Regions from separate parts of the Macaca mulatta genome. Here region 1 is linked to region 2. The links are chromatin contacts, called in public Hi-C maps. All regions are on one chromosome and are shown on one strand. The core of a region is the stretch at or near the end of the contact, and the rest is flanking DNA. Distances in the headings are between cores, read along the strand shown.

Region 1 (6,093 bases), core at 595-3,094, 770 kb after region 2:
CATAACACAGATAGTGAGGGATTACACCTCGTGCCCCTGCTGAGCTAGACTTTTGATCTTCTGTATGATTCTATAACTGAGGCCACCCAAATTTGAAGAGTATAAAATATGAGGGTCTCCGTTCAACCACACATTTCAGAAAACAGCAGTCTTGAAAACAATAAAAGAATAAAGTTAAAATTTTACCCCCCCCACACACACCTACACACACACAATTTTCCTATACTGAAGAGCACAACTGTTCAGATACTTTCTTAACCTCCTTGGAGCCTCCCCAGGTAAAGTCACCAGTTGCTTTTCCTGGTCATGTTTACATTATAAATCTGATGTCTCTATAAAGGGGAAATTCAATATCATTTTTAAATGATATATAGCTGCCTATGTTTGAATGCCACTATTGCCAAACAAAAAGAATTATTAAGCAGCTATCTCCACATATATATAACTTAAATATATAGACCACTACATATCACATATATGGTAAAAAGAAAAAAAAAAGACCTTTCCTGAATATTCTAGCCAAAATTAAATTTCAAATACATGTTTTAGAACAATAGCTAGAATCACTATAGAAGTTAAGAGGAAAAAAAGTTAGAAGAGTAGGGTCATCTTTCAGACATATCCATATTTATGGAAACTATAGTGGGGCAGTTGTGTTTCTCTCTAGGAAAATGCTAGTTTTATGATTCTAGATAAAGTTGCACTTAAACACACTTGGAAATTAGAGAATTCCATATTTTCATAGTTCGATTCAGTACCATGAATACGAAGTCTACACTCAGAAGTATTGTACTATACAGAGTCTAACCGGTTAAAGCAAAAGCAACTTTAAAATTCTGAAAATAAGGATTTCCTTCACTAATAGGCTTTTAGGAGGCCCGAACCCTGCCCCCAATGAGTGCTAAGCCTGTCAGTGTTGTTTTAAGTGGAAACGGTCAATCATTTCTATGATTTCCCCAGAAGAGGCGAGAAGATCCACACGCATACACATTTACATGCGTTGCACGGTGCCAACTATTTCCAACCAAAATAATCATACACACGTCGAGCCGAGCTATTTCTAGCCCAGAAGAGGGTGAAGGTCTGGAGAGAGTCTGAGGAAACCCAGCAGGCGATGACTACAGGGGAAGGGGGATGGCGTCTGGGTCCCCTGCCACCCGCGCGCACAGGGCGCCTCGCAACCGGCACCTGCACGGGGTCCCCGCTGGGCGTCCGGGTGCGCGCGCGCGCGTCCGGGACGCACCCGCGGAAAGCAAACAAGCCCTGCAGGCCAGGGCTGGCGGGAGCATCCTCGGGCGGGACCCGAAATGCCTTTTCCTACCTGTCACTTTGCCTGGAGCTGCTGCCGGGGATGCGGTGACGGCCGCTGCCTGGAGACCCAGTGTGTACGCGCGTGTGTGTGCGCGCGCGTGTGTGCGGGTGCGTGTGTGTGTCTGTGTGTGTGAGATCTTGTTAGCGGTGCAGCTCACTTACTGCTCCCGGCGCCACCACCCCCTCCCCGCCATAAAGAGCCGCCGCCAAGCCCGCTCCCGGCGCACCCCAGTCCCGCCCTCCCTCCTGCCTCCGCCCCCCCTCCTCGGCCTCCCAGCCTTCCCGCCTCCCCACCGCGCGGTCCTTACCTCAGCTGAGGGCGGGGGTCTCCGCTGTGGCTCCCCGGCGAGCCCACGGGACAGCGCCGACCCGCCCGCCCACCGCCGGGCCCTGCGCGTCCCCGGCTCCGGGCCCCGCCGCCCCTCCGCGGCCCGCCGCTCCCTCCTCCCCTGCCCCCGAGCCTCCCTCCTCTTTCTCGCCTCCCGGCTCCAGAGCCCGAGCTGTCGCCTCGCAGCCCCAACCTGCCCAGGCTACGGAGCATGCCCAGTGCGGCGCGCCCGGGCTGGGCTGGGGGTGGGCAGGGGCCGGGCCGGCCGCCCAGTTGCCGCGAGCCCGCGGGGCGAGGAGGGGGCGCCTACTGGGTCGGGGGCGCAGCCTCGCGGGCCGGGGGCCGAGCAGCCGAGGCGGGTGGTGGGCAGCGCCAAGAGGAGGTGGGTGGGGCGTCCGGGGAAGCCGGCCCGCGAAGCGCTGCTCTGGGGTCTCCCTGGCGGCTCCCCGTTGCATGTGCCCCATGCCCAGGGGTCGGGGGCGTACGGGATGGCGCTGGGCGCAGAACCCGGGGAGCGAGGGGCAGGAGAGCGGCACCCTCCTTGGATTGGAGACCCGTAGCCCGCCTTGGGCCGTGTGGAAGGGCTCAGGACTGGCCAGAACGGGGCCCCCAAAGCCGTTGGCTGGGTGGGGGACGTGCTTATTTGTTTATATTCGGTTTCATAAACACATACAGCGCTTACAATGAGTCCTGCAGTGTTCTAAACGCTTTTTATTCATTTAATCCCTAAAACAATCTTCCAAAGCAAGTACTACTACCTCTTTTTATTTCGCGGGTCTTACACAGAGCCACAGAGATTAAGTGGTTCCAAAAAGTCTTCCCACAAGTGCAACCTCAGACATGCAAACCCCCCAGACTTTGGTCCCCGGGATGCTGGGGCGCTGCTCCAGCCAGTTCCTGGCTTTTCCCGGCCCTACAACGGCCCCCAGGTGCCTCCGAGTCACACTCACACCCAGACCCTAATGGTGTTCAGTCTGGCATCACCCTTGTGTGGACCCTCACAACGTGCTGCTCCCGGACTCCGGAGGACTCTCTCCTCCCCAGGCCACTCCACCGCCTCCTCCGCCCGGCCGGCGGCCACCAAAACCCGGAGACGTGGCACCTGCGCATTGGGAACTGGGGCCATGCTCGCAGCTGCACTAGGCATGCTCAGCCGCCTGAGCCGGTCCGTCTGGCCAGGAAGAAAGAAAGGGCCAGACAGGGCGAGAAGTGTAAGAAATGGAGGGGGAATGTGTGTGCAAACAATCGTCCAGGCTGTGATGGGCAGGGGCAGTTGTAGATGCAAAAGGCTCTTTCCCCTGGCACATCCTGGCCATTTCCTGGCAGGGTTAAGAGATGGGGGGAATAATCATCAAAAGTTTAACCAACTGGGCATCCTTAAGCAAGGGGGGAGCTGAGGCCCCACTGACCACTTCCCAGCTCAACTACTAAACTGTAATTTTAGCTGAGCCTGGAAAAAAAGCTCCTCAGCAGCTGAAGCTGTCTGCCTGTGAAGAAGCCAAGAAAAATATCCCAGACCAAGTTTCCCTGCAAGATTGGAAAGGAAAGACAGATCCCAGGGAAAGGGTGGTGGCTCTTCAGTGTTAGGGATATTAAAGATGTGGTGATTTTGGCTGGGCACAGTGGCTCACGTCTGTAATCCCAGCACTTTGGGAGGTCAAGGCGGGTGGATCATCTGAGGTCAGGAGTTCGAGACCAGCTTGGCCAACATGGTGAAATCCCGTCTCTACTAAAAATACAAAAAAAAAAAAAATTAGCCGGTCGTGGTGGTGGGCGCTTATAATCCGAGCTACTCAGGAGGCTGAGGCAGGAGAATCGCTTGAACACGGGAGGTGGAGGTTGCAGTGAGCTGAGATAGCCCCATTGCATTCCAACCTGGGCAACAAGAGCAAAACTCCGTCTCAAAAAAAAAAAAAAAAAAAAAAGGATGTGGTGATTTTGAGTGATTCCAGCATGATAAGGCAGTGTGTAATGGGCATACAGGTTGCCTGGGGATCTTGTTAAACTCCAGATTTTGATTCAGCAGATCTTGGGTGGGATCAGATATTTTACATTTCTAACAAATTCCCACAGCATGCTGATGTTGCTGTCTTTAGATCAGATTTTTAGTTGCAAGAGGTTAGGGCAGTATTTTAGGTCTGTTCTTTATTTTATATGTATAAGAAAACCAAGGTTCAAAAAAGTTAAGCAATTTGCCCCCAGATCACATGGTCAAGAAGTAGTATCACTAGGCTCAAACCCAGTTCTCCAGGGCTTCCTGTGTATGTTCTTATATTCCCTAGGTATCACTCACAGACAGATGAGCTGAAGCTGTCATCTGTGTGTCTTGACAGTTTTTAACAATAGAACATAATATTATTAGATAATGCACCCAAACATATTATATCAGTTAGCCTTTGGTGTGTAACAAACCACACCAACACATAGTAGCCTAAAGCAACAATTATTCATTAGCTCACAGTTCTGTGAATCAGTAACTGGAGCTAAAATCAGCTGAGCAGTGTCGTTCTCCTGGGCCTACTCGTGCAGCTGCAGACATGCGGAGCTTGGAGCCTCATCCGGATGGCAAGGATAACAGGGTATTCCCATATGGCTTCTTCGTATGGTGAATTCCTAGTTCCCAGCAGCAAAAGAAGGAAAGCCCCAATTCAAAATAGCATTTTATACCTCTGCTTGCTAATGTGCTACTGACCAAAGCAAGCCACATGGCCATGCCCAGATTCAAAACATGGAGAAATCAATTTCAATTTTGATAAAAGGAGACGCGAAATAGAGCAGTATTTTGTTTTTAAAATCTACCACACACATCAGATTCCATAAAACTAGCCCTCCTGCCTTAGAGTTCAAAGTTATATAGATTAAGCCTATCTTTCATTTTATATATTGGTAAACTAAGTCACAGTAATCTTTGTTGTTACCGTTAAGTCTCCAATCTAATAATGTGTTTATTAAGGAATCTCAACTCAGTTAGGTATAAACATTAAATATTTTTTTCTCTAATCCTAAATTCAATCCAAATTCTAAATTCCCTTACCCTGCCTTTGATGACATATTAGATGGTCATTCATTCAACTTTTTTTTTTTTTTTGAGACAGGGTTTCGCTGTGTTGCCCAGGATGGAGTGCAGTGGCATCATCATGTCTCACTGCAACCTCAAACCCAGGGGCTCAAGTGATCCTCCTACCTCAGCGCTCCCAGTAGCTTGGACTATGAGTGTGCACCACCACACTTCGCTAATTTTGTTATGTTATTTTTTTATAAAGACAGAGTCTCACTATGTTGCCCAGGCTGGTTGTGAACTCCTCGGTTCACATGATCCTCTTGCCTCAGCCTCCCAAAGTGCTTGGATTACAGGTTAGAGCCAATGGATTGAGCTCGGATTACATGTTTGTGCCTGACCCATTGAACAAATTTTTTGAAACCTTTTATGTGCCAGGCACTATTCTTTGCCCAGGATACTAAAGTAAGCAAGAGACAAAATCATTGGCCCTAAGAAACTTAGATACTACCACAGGAGATAGACAATAGCATATTAAAAATATATAACATTGGGCCTGGTGTGGTGGTTCACGCCTATAATCCCAGCACTTTGAGAGGTCAAGGTGGGCAAATCACTTGAGGTCAGGAGTTCGAGACCAGCCTGGCCAACGTGGCAAAACCCCAACTCTACCAAAAAATACAAAAATTAACTGGGCATGGTGGAGTGAGCCTGTAGTCCAGCTACTCAGGAGGCTGAGGTGGGAGAACCTCTTGAATCTGGGAAGTAGAGGCTGCAGTGAGCCAAGGTCGTGGCCCCTCCAGCCTGGGCAATAGAGTAAGACCCTGTCTCAAATATATATATATATATATATATATATATATATATATATATATATATATATATATCTGAGTAGTGCTAAGTAGTGTTTTATAACTTATATACGTAAATATATATAATATCCCCCCATATATATATATATATATATATATGTAAAACATTGAGTAGTGCTAAGAACCATGGTGAAAAGAAGGCTTCCTGAGATGATGTAGAGGGGCAGCTATTTTAGATAGGGGTCAGAGATGGCCACTCTAAGGCCATTTAAGTAGAAGCTGAATGAGAGATGTTAATATCTAGGGAATAGTGTTTCCAGCAGCAAGACCAGCAAAAGCTCTCAGATGAGAATGTGCTTGGCATGTCCAAGGGAAAAAAGGAGGCCAAAGTGGCAGAGCAAGACATGGAGTGAGCATAAGTGGGGTCACAGAGGCAGCAGGGGGCCAGACCATGTAAGGTTATAGAAACGACTTTGGACTTTAGTCTAGGTGTGTCATGAACCCATTGAAAGATGTTATACAGGGTCATGACATGACTTGATTGATGGTTTAGGAAGATGTGCATTAAGAATGCCTATAGGAGGGAGAGGAGAAAAATGAGCCTATTCTAAGGATACAGCAGTGGGTCCACTAGGGCAGAGTTT
Region 2 (6,523 bases), core at 4,012-6,511:
AAACTTTTAATACATTAAAAAAAGAAATAATATTTTGGGATATTTTGAAGAAAATAATGGCTTATTTTTAAAACACATACATTTATTGTCTAAAATTTCAAGCAATTCTAAGGAATATAGAGAAGCAAACAATCAACTCAAAATCTTTTCGTCAAAAATATCCCTTGGTTTATAATATTCCATAAATCTTCCTGTATAGAAAGAGATAAAAGTATAAGGTAGGATAAGTTGACAGATATACTTTTTCAAGTATCATCCATATGTGGATGATAGCACACAAGCTACTTTAAAACTAAATTATATTTAATCTTATTAAAATTAAATAAGAAAAGAAGCTAAAATGTGCCTGTAGTAATTTCTCAACTTCAGAAAAAGGCTTTTTTTCATATCAAGGGAGATAAGTTTGAAACATATTTCCTTAAAGGTAAGAAAAATAGACTGAAAAAAGCATGATGAGATTGGAGGTGGGGTTTTCTATCTATCTGCTGCAACTTTAATAATGTACATTGACCACTTGATGAGGAAATTATTATACTTAAACATCCTTACAACTCCCTTCCTTCTACCTTCAGGTTTTAGTAAGTTATCCAATGATATTGACATTGTCAAGGTTTATATTTATGTTCTGATTTAAAACTGCCAAACACAGTGGTTTAGTCTTAGATTTATTTTAAAATAAATATGATTATCATTATCACAACATTTGACCACAGCTTCATCGTTCATGAGATTTATGTTTTAAATTTATCTCTTAGTTGTATAAATTTGATGATGAAGTAGAATATTATAAAGGTTTTTGTCTGCTGTGTATACTGATTTATTTTGTTTGAGAAAAATTGACTATTGCCTTGAAAATCTGAAGAACACCAGTGTAGGAAAACAAACATTCTTAGGTCACCCTTTCTTTCCCTTAGAACACCCTCAGGCATTGCTTGATGCTGTGAAGAAATCTAAATGTACACTGATTTTCTTTTTCTTATATGTAAATTGCCTTTTCTGTCTGGATATTCAGAACATTATTTGTCTTTGAAGTTCTGTAACTTCAGTAGGATATATTTTAGGGTTAATTGTTCCAGATTGATTCTTTTTTTTCCCTGAGACAATTGTGTTCTTTCGTTCTGCTGATCTAACACTCTCTATTTCAGGAAATTAACTTTTGTGCTTCCATTATATCTTTGATCACTTTTTTCTTTTCCATTTGATCCTTTTTTTTTTTTTTTTTTTTTTTTTTTTAACAGCAAAGGTTGTAAAAAGTAGTGTTCTGGTAGATATGTAATAATCAGTTGTCTGAAAACAAACAAACAAATAAACAAAACCCTGATTTGTAGCATTTGTCCATTTGTGTGGGGGTAAATACTTCCACAGTGGCTGATTTCAAGCTGTTACTGAAAATGGAGTTAGGAAGCACTACATATCCCCGATCAGCTCTTGCAAGCTGGTGCAAGCCAGCTCCTGCATACTACTGGTTGTACATGTGTTGGATCTCCTTTGTTTGTGTTTCATAAAAATGGTCTGTGATTTGTTTTATACCTTATTTGTTAGTAGCTAAGTACTTGTCTATCTATCACTGTGTTTTCAGTTGTGGCTAGTCTTTTTTTTTTTTTTCCTATTCTCTTTCTCTCTTTCTTTTTCTCTTTCTTTCTTTCTTTCTTTTTTTTTTTTTTTTTTTTTTTTTTTGAGACAGAGTCTCACTCTGTCGCGCCCAGCTTGGAGTACAGTGGCGCAATCTCAGCTCACTGCAACCTTTGCCTCCCAGGTTCAAGTGATTCTTTTGCCTCAGCCTTCGGAGCAGCTGGGATTACAGGTACCCGCCACCACACCCAGCTAGTTTTTTGTATTTGTAGTAGAAACGGGTTTCCCTATGTTGACCAGGCCATTCTTGAACTCCTGACCTCAGGTGATCCACCCCTCTTGGCCTCCCAAAGTCCTGAGATTATAGGAGTGAAACACCATGCCCGGTCCTTAGTCTCTCATCTTTTGAGTGGTTTAATGACTTTTATTTTTCCCTGAACTCTGCTAGTTTATCTTTCATTTAGTCTTATTGTCTTTAAATCCTTATATTTCTTTATGGTGCTTTTAAAAAACATGATTCACATTATACTGCCTTTCATTCCTTTGAAACTCTGGGAAAAATTATTTGTCTGAACCTTTTTTTCTGTTTCCTTGGGGGAATTCTTCTTTAGAGACCTATACTTCATATGTTTTTTGTTTATGTTCCTTGAAACATTCTTTTCCATGTCCTGTTCTTTCCCTACCTCCACTATCTGAGCAAATGTCCTGTTTCCATTCTAGACTCCATGCTGGTTCCCTAATGGTTGTGGATCATCTTTCAAGAATTCCAGCCATTTGTAGATGCATAGCATGGAGAAGGTAAAGAGAATAAGTCGGGTAGTCTGAACCTGGGTTCCAGCATGCTGTCTTACATCCCTGTCAGACAGTCTACCAAGTTCTCCACCCCTCGGGTTCATCTTGTCACAGTTTTTGGTGTTAACGAGATTTGTTGACATTAGTTTCTCATGAAATTTTTACTAGTTGGTAGCTCTGTTTTATTGAAAAACACACTTCTATTTACTTTCAAACACTTATTCCTACCCCATTACAAATTATAAATACAGATTTTGACAGTAGAGAAAATTATGTCTTAAATGGTAGACAATAAATACATGCCTGCTCAATAAATCATAATTAAACTCCTCCTATAAAAAATGCATACAGTCAGATACCTAAATAGATAGTATACTCTCGAAGGCTGATTATGGGTTATTTTCCAACTTTTAAATCTTTGAGCCAGAGAGAAAGTCTACTACTTATTTAAAAATAAAGTTTTACAATCTCTCTGACAAATCAGTAGAGTTCTACTTTGTGTGTTCAAAAGTGCTGTATTCAATAAATATATCAATGTGGTGGACAAAGTAATGTTTTGCCTAAATTCCCCTTAAGTGAAGGATTTGTTACTGCAGCTGTAGGGACTACAGCTGACGGAGGTCTTTAGCTGTCTTTGCCTTTAAGGATTGCCAGAGCTGCCTGTCTTAAGTTCATGCCCCTCCTAGGAACAGCCCATGCTCAATGATTGATGTGGATATAAAAGACTGACTATCTCAGACCAACTCATGGTCATTCTGAAGAATCATCCTAGCTAGTGAGCTCCCTAAGGGGCTGACAAAGACTGCAATTGGCCTGCATCACAGCTTAGCTTCCACCTCTGCCTGCTCCTGCTTCCTGTATCACTCCCACCCACAGATGTTGGTCGTTAGTCAAATACTGCAGACTAAACTCTCAAGAAATGACATTACATACAAAGAAAACCCTTAGGAATTCATGCAATGCAGTATTTACAGAAATAGTATTATTATTCATCTATAATTTTTACCTTGCATGCTTCCAAAATAAATTTGAGGCAGCTAACAATCATCATCATATTTAACTAGCAGAAACAAACATACGAACACAAACTTTATGTATAACAGGAAGGCTATTTTAAGTGATTAAAGTTCAACATTCCAAATAAAAATTTTAACTGATACTAACCAATGACAAACTCTATCTCAGTAAAAATATGTTCTGGCTTTTGCATCTATGTGAGCACACATATAAGAAAATCAAAAGTAGAGAATACTTATGCATATAGTTGTGGGTGTGACAGTGGTGGCAGTGGGTAGGTTGTTAGGGCTGTGTGCAGCTTTGAGAAGGAAGAGATGAATTTAGAGGCTCTTACTCCTCTAAATGGAAAAAGAGAGTATGATACACAAGGACACAGGACTACTGAGGGAGAAAAGTAATCATCCATTTATCCTGTGGTTTCTGTTTTGAGATGGCCAGTACGATATTAAAGGTACTAAGTGAATGGAAAACAAGCAAGGGGAAATGATAACTGTTATACTATTAGCTAGAAAACTGTCTAAGGTCATTGAGTATAGTAGGGAATGGCAAGATACAAATCCTTATTTTGTAACCTGCTATCTAGTTATGGGATCAGATTCCGTATCCACTACTAGCTCATAAGGGTACCCTTGTGGCAGCTGAAGACAGACAAGGGCGTGGCTTCTTCATTTCCAAGGGTGAAACCTCAGGACTACTTCGTGAATGTCTTTCATTCACTAGAGTCTTGATAATGCTGGAGACTTCAAGAGTCTGGGAGGTCAGTAGGCAACTGGGAAGTTTAAGTTGAACCGCCAAATATCATTGCAAACTTCAGCCCAAACATCACTCAACACAAAGGCTTGTCATCTCTTGGTCCAAAAATGCGCTATATGTTTGTCATAATCTGTCAGTTTTCTTAACTGGGCAAGCCCAAGCTTGCTATTAGACAATAAACACTTTGATGCCCAGTCTGAGTTTTTGTCCCAGCTCAGGAAAGGCAAGGGGACAGCCAAGGCAGACTGGTTCAGACTTGATCAGGGCAGCTCAACCAGCAACTGGCTTACTAGTCAACTAGCAAAGTGAGCATGAAAAGGTCCAGGAATCCTTCTTCCCCTGGGCCTTAAATTGTAAATCAGACAGCAGCCAAGGAGAAGCTGGGTGGTCAGAAGCTTCGTGGAGCCTACCCCCACGAAGACTCCTTCCAGGGAAGGCCCAGCAACCCCAGGCTAGAGGAGTCTCTGTGGACACCAGAGACCATTGCTGGGCTGGCGGATTGAAGGATGACCACTCAGAGGTCACAGATAAGGGGTTATCTAGATCCTTGCTATTCAGAGTGGTGGGAGGGCCAGCAGCAGCAGCATCACTTGGGAGGTTGTTAGACTTGCAGAATCTCAGGACACAGCCAATTGAATCTGAATCTGCATTTTAATTCACAGGCACATTAAAGTTTGAGAAGCACCGGTCCAGGTGGTGGCAAAGCAGCCAACCCGATGTTCTGCTTCTCAGCCCCTCCTCCTCCCCACCTCTGCTAGCCTCTTAAGCAAAGCTCAATCCTGCAATGGTCCTGAACAAAATTTCTGCAAATCCCGAGTGCTGGGGGAGAGGGCGTGCAGGAGCTGCCCCCGCCGGGGACCGCTGGGAGTAAGCGTGACTGGATTGGTCGCCTGCTCCAGCTCCCGGCTCCTGCACCCGGAGTGTAGACACGCCCCCCGACCCTCCCCCTCACCTCCACCCCCGGCCGCAGCTACCGCCTGCCTCCCGCCGGCTGCAGCGAAAACCCGGAGCAGCTGCGTGCGCTCATGGACAGTCCTCCGAGGAGCGAAGCCGGGCAGCTGGGCATGCTCAGTAACTGGGGGAGGTTTGGGTGGAGAGTAGAAAGCTGTGGCTCTGCCTCCCACCCCCTCCCGCTGGCCCCCGCCCCCCTTGCCCCTACCCAGCCCGTAGTAGTTCCCCAGCGTGCGCCCGGGGAGACCGGGAACATGGCGCTGGGAGCGCTGTAGCAGCTGAGAAGGGGCTGAGGCACCGCCGCTTCGCTGACAGCCGGCCACCAGGTAGGCAGGCGCGCCTGTCGGGGCTGCCTGGGTGGGTGTCCGCGCGAGGAGAGGCGCCTGCGGGGATGCGCGCCGCTGGTACCCGGAGCATCTCGCTTTGATGGGAGAGGATGCGAAGAGGACCTCCGTGACAGCGAGATCATGCATCTCCTAGGAGATGCAAAGGCTAGGGACCTGCTGCCTGGAGGGTAGGGATAGGGGACCGCCCACCCCCAACCCTTGCGCTACTATCCAGCCTGGGCTCTCTACGGGTCAAATAAAGGATAGTTCCATTTTGCTGGGCGGGAGGGCGTGGAGGAGAACCCCGGATTCCAGCCCTGAGATCCTGCTGGTACCCCGAACCGCTCGCAAGCCCAGCACCAGTTCTTTGTGTGTATACAGCCGCGCACACCCTGGGGGTGTCACGGCGCTGCTTTTCCCGAGGAGTGCTGGACATATTGCCAGGGCAGGATTCCCGTATGGTTTTTGTCTTTTGGCAGGTGTGGACTGGAGGATGCAATAGCTGAGCCTTTATGGGGCTGTGTTTTCCTTTGTTATTTGTGTGTGTGTGTGTGTGTGTGTGTGTATGTGTGTGCGCGCGTGTGTGTGTGCGCGCGCGCGCGTGGTGGGTTGTAATGGAGAGAGAGAGAGAACTTCTGCTTGTGGGCACCCTTGTGGGCAGGGCGTGGAAGAGGATCTCGGTTCCAAACTCTTGTCAAAATTGTGTGCCATGTCAGCCTCCTAGAGGGTAAACTTGAGAAGTCCAGGGATCATCACTGCTCAGTTTGGAGGATAAGCGCGATCGCCCTTCTTGAAACCGTGTGTGTGTGTATATGGAGCTTTCAACTCGGGCTGAGTTAATTTGTCAACATTAGATATCAATTAAGGAAACCTGAATCGCTGAGGCTATTTATGGTGATCTTTTTATGGCCAGAATAATAAACAAAAAGAAAAGTTGGCACAAAGCCAGAGGAAAGTGTCATTGTTAATAGTTGATGACAGCTTGAAAGACTGAACACACTTTTAGGGAAATCAGGAAACCTGGCATTCTACAGAGTTCTACCAAGATATAGCCACAGGGTCTTAGGTAACTCACAAAATCTCTTAGTGCAACCGCTTCTCTTTTGGGGCTT

The links. Hi-C and Micro-C count contacts between places; a contact is called where the count stands out from the background.
Region 1: a Hi-C map of fetal cortex germinal zone shows a contact between it and region 2, with 3 times the contacts expected there. The contact joins the promoter of PLCB4 here to the promoter of PAK5 in region 2. A contact is called at or near these places in 2 of 14 Hi-C or Micro-C datasets (fetal cortex germinal zone and fetal cortical plate).

The regions. Positions count from the first base shown.
Region 1 is chr10:74,924,686-74,930,778 of T2T-MMU8v2.0, forward strand. It overlaps PLCB4 (phospholipase C beta 4), which reads right to left and starts at 1,845. Exons shown (of 39, transcript XM_077951242.1): 1 at 1,620-1,845.
Region 2 is chr10:74,154,163-74,160,685 of T2T-MMU8v2.0, forward strand. It overlaps PAK5 (p21 (RAC1) activated kinase 5), which reads left to right and starts at 5,262. Exons shown (of 10, transcript NM_001260987.1): 1 at 5,262-5,411.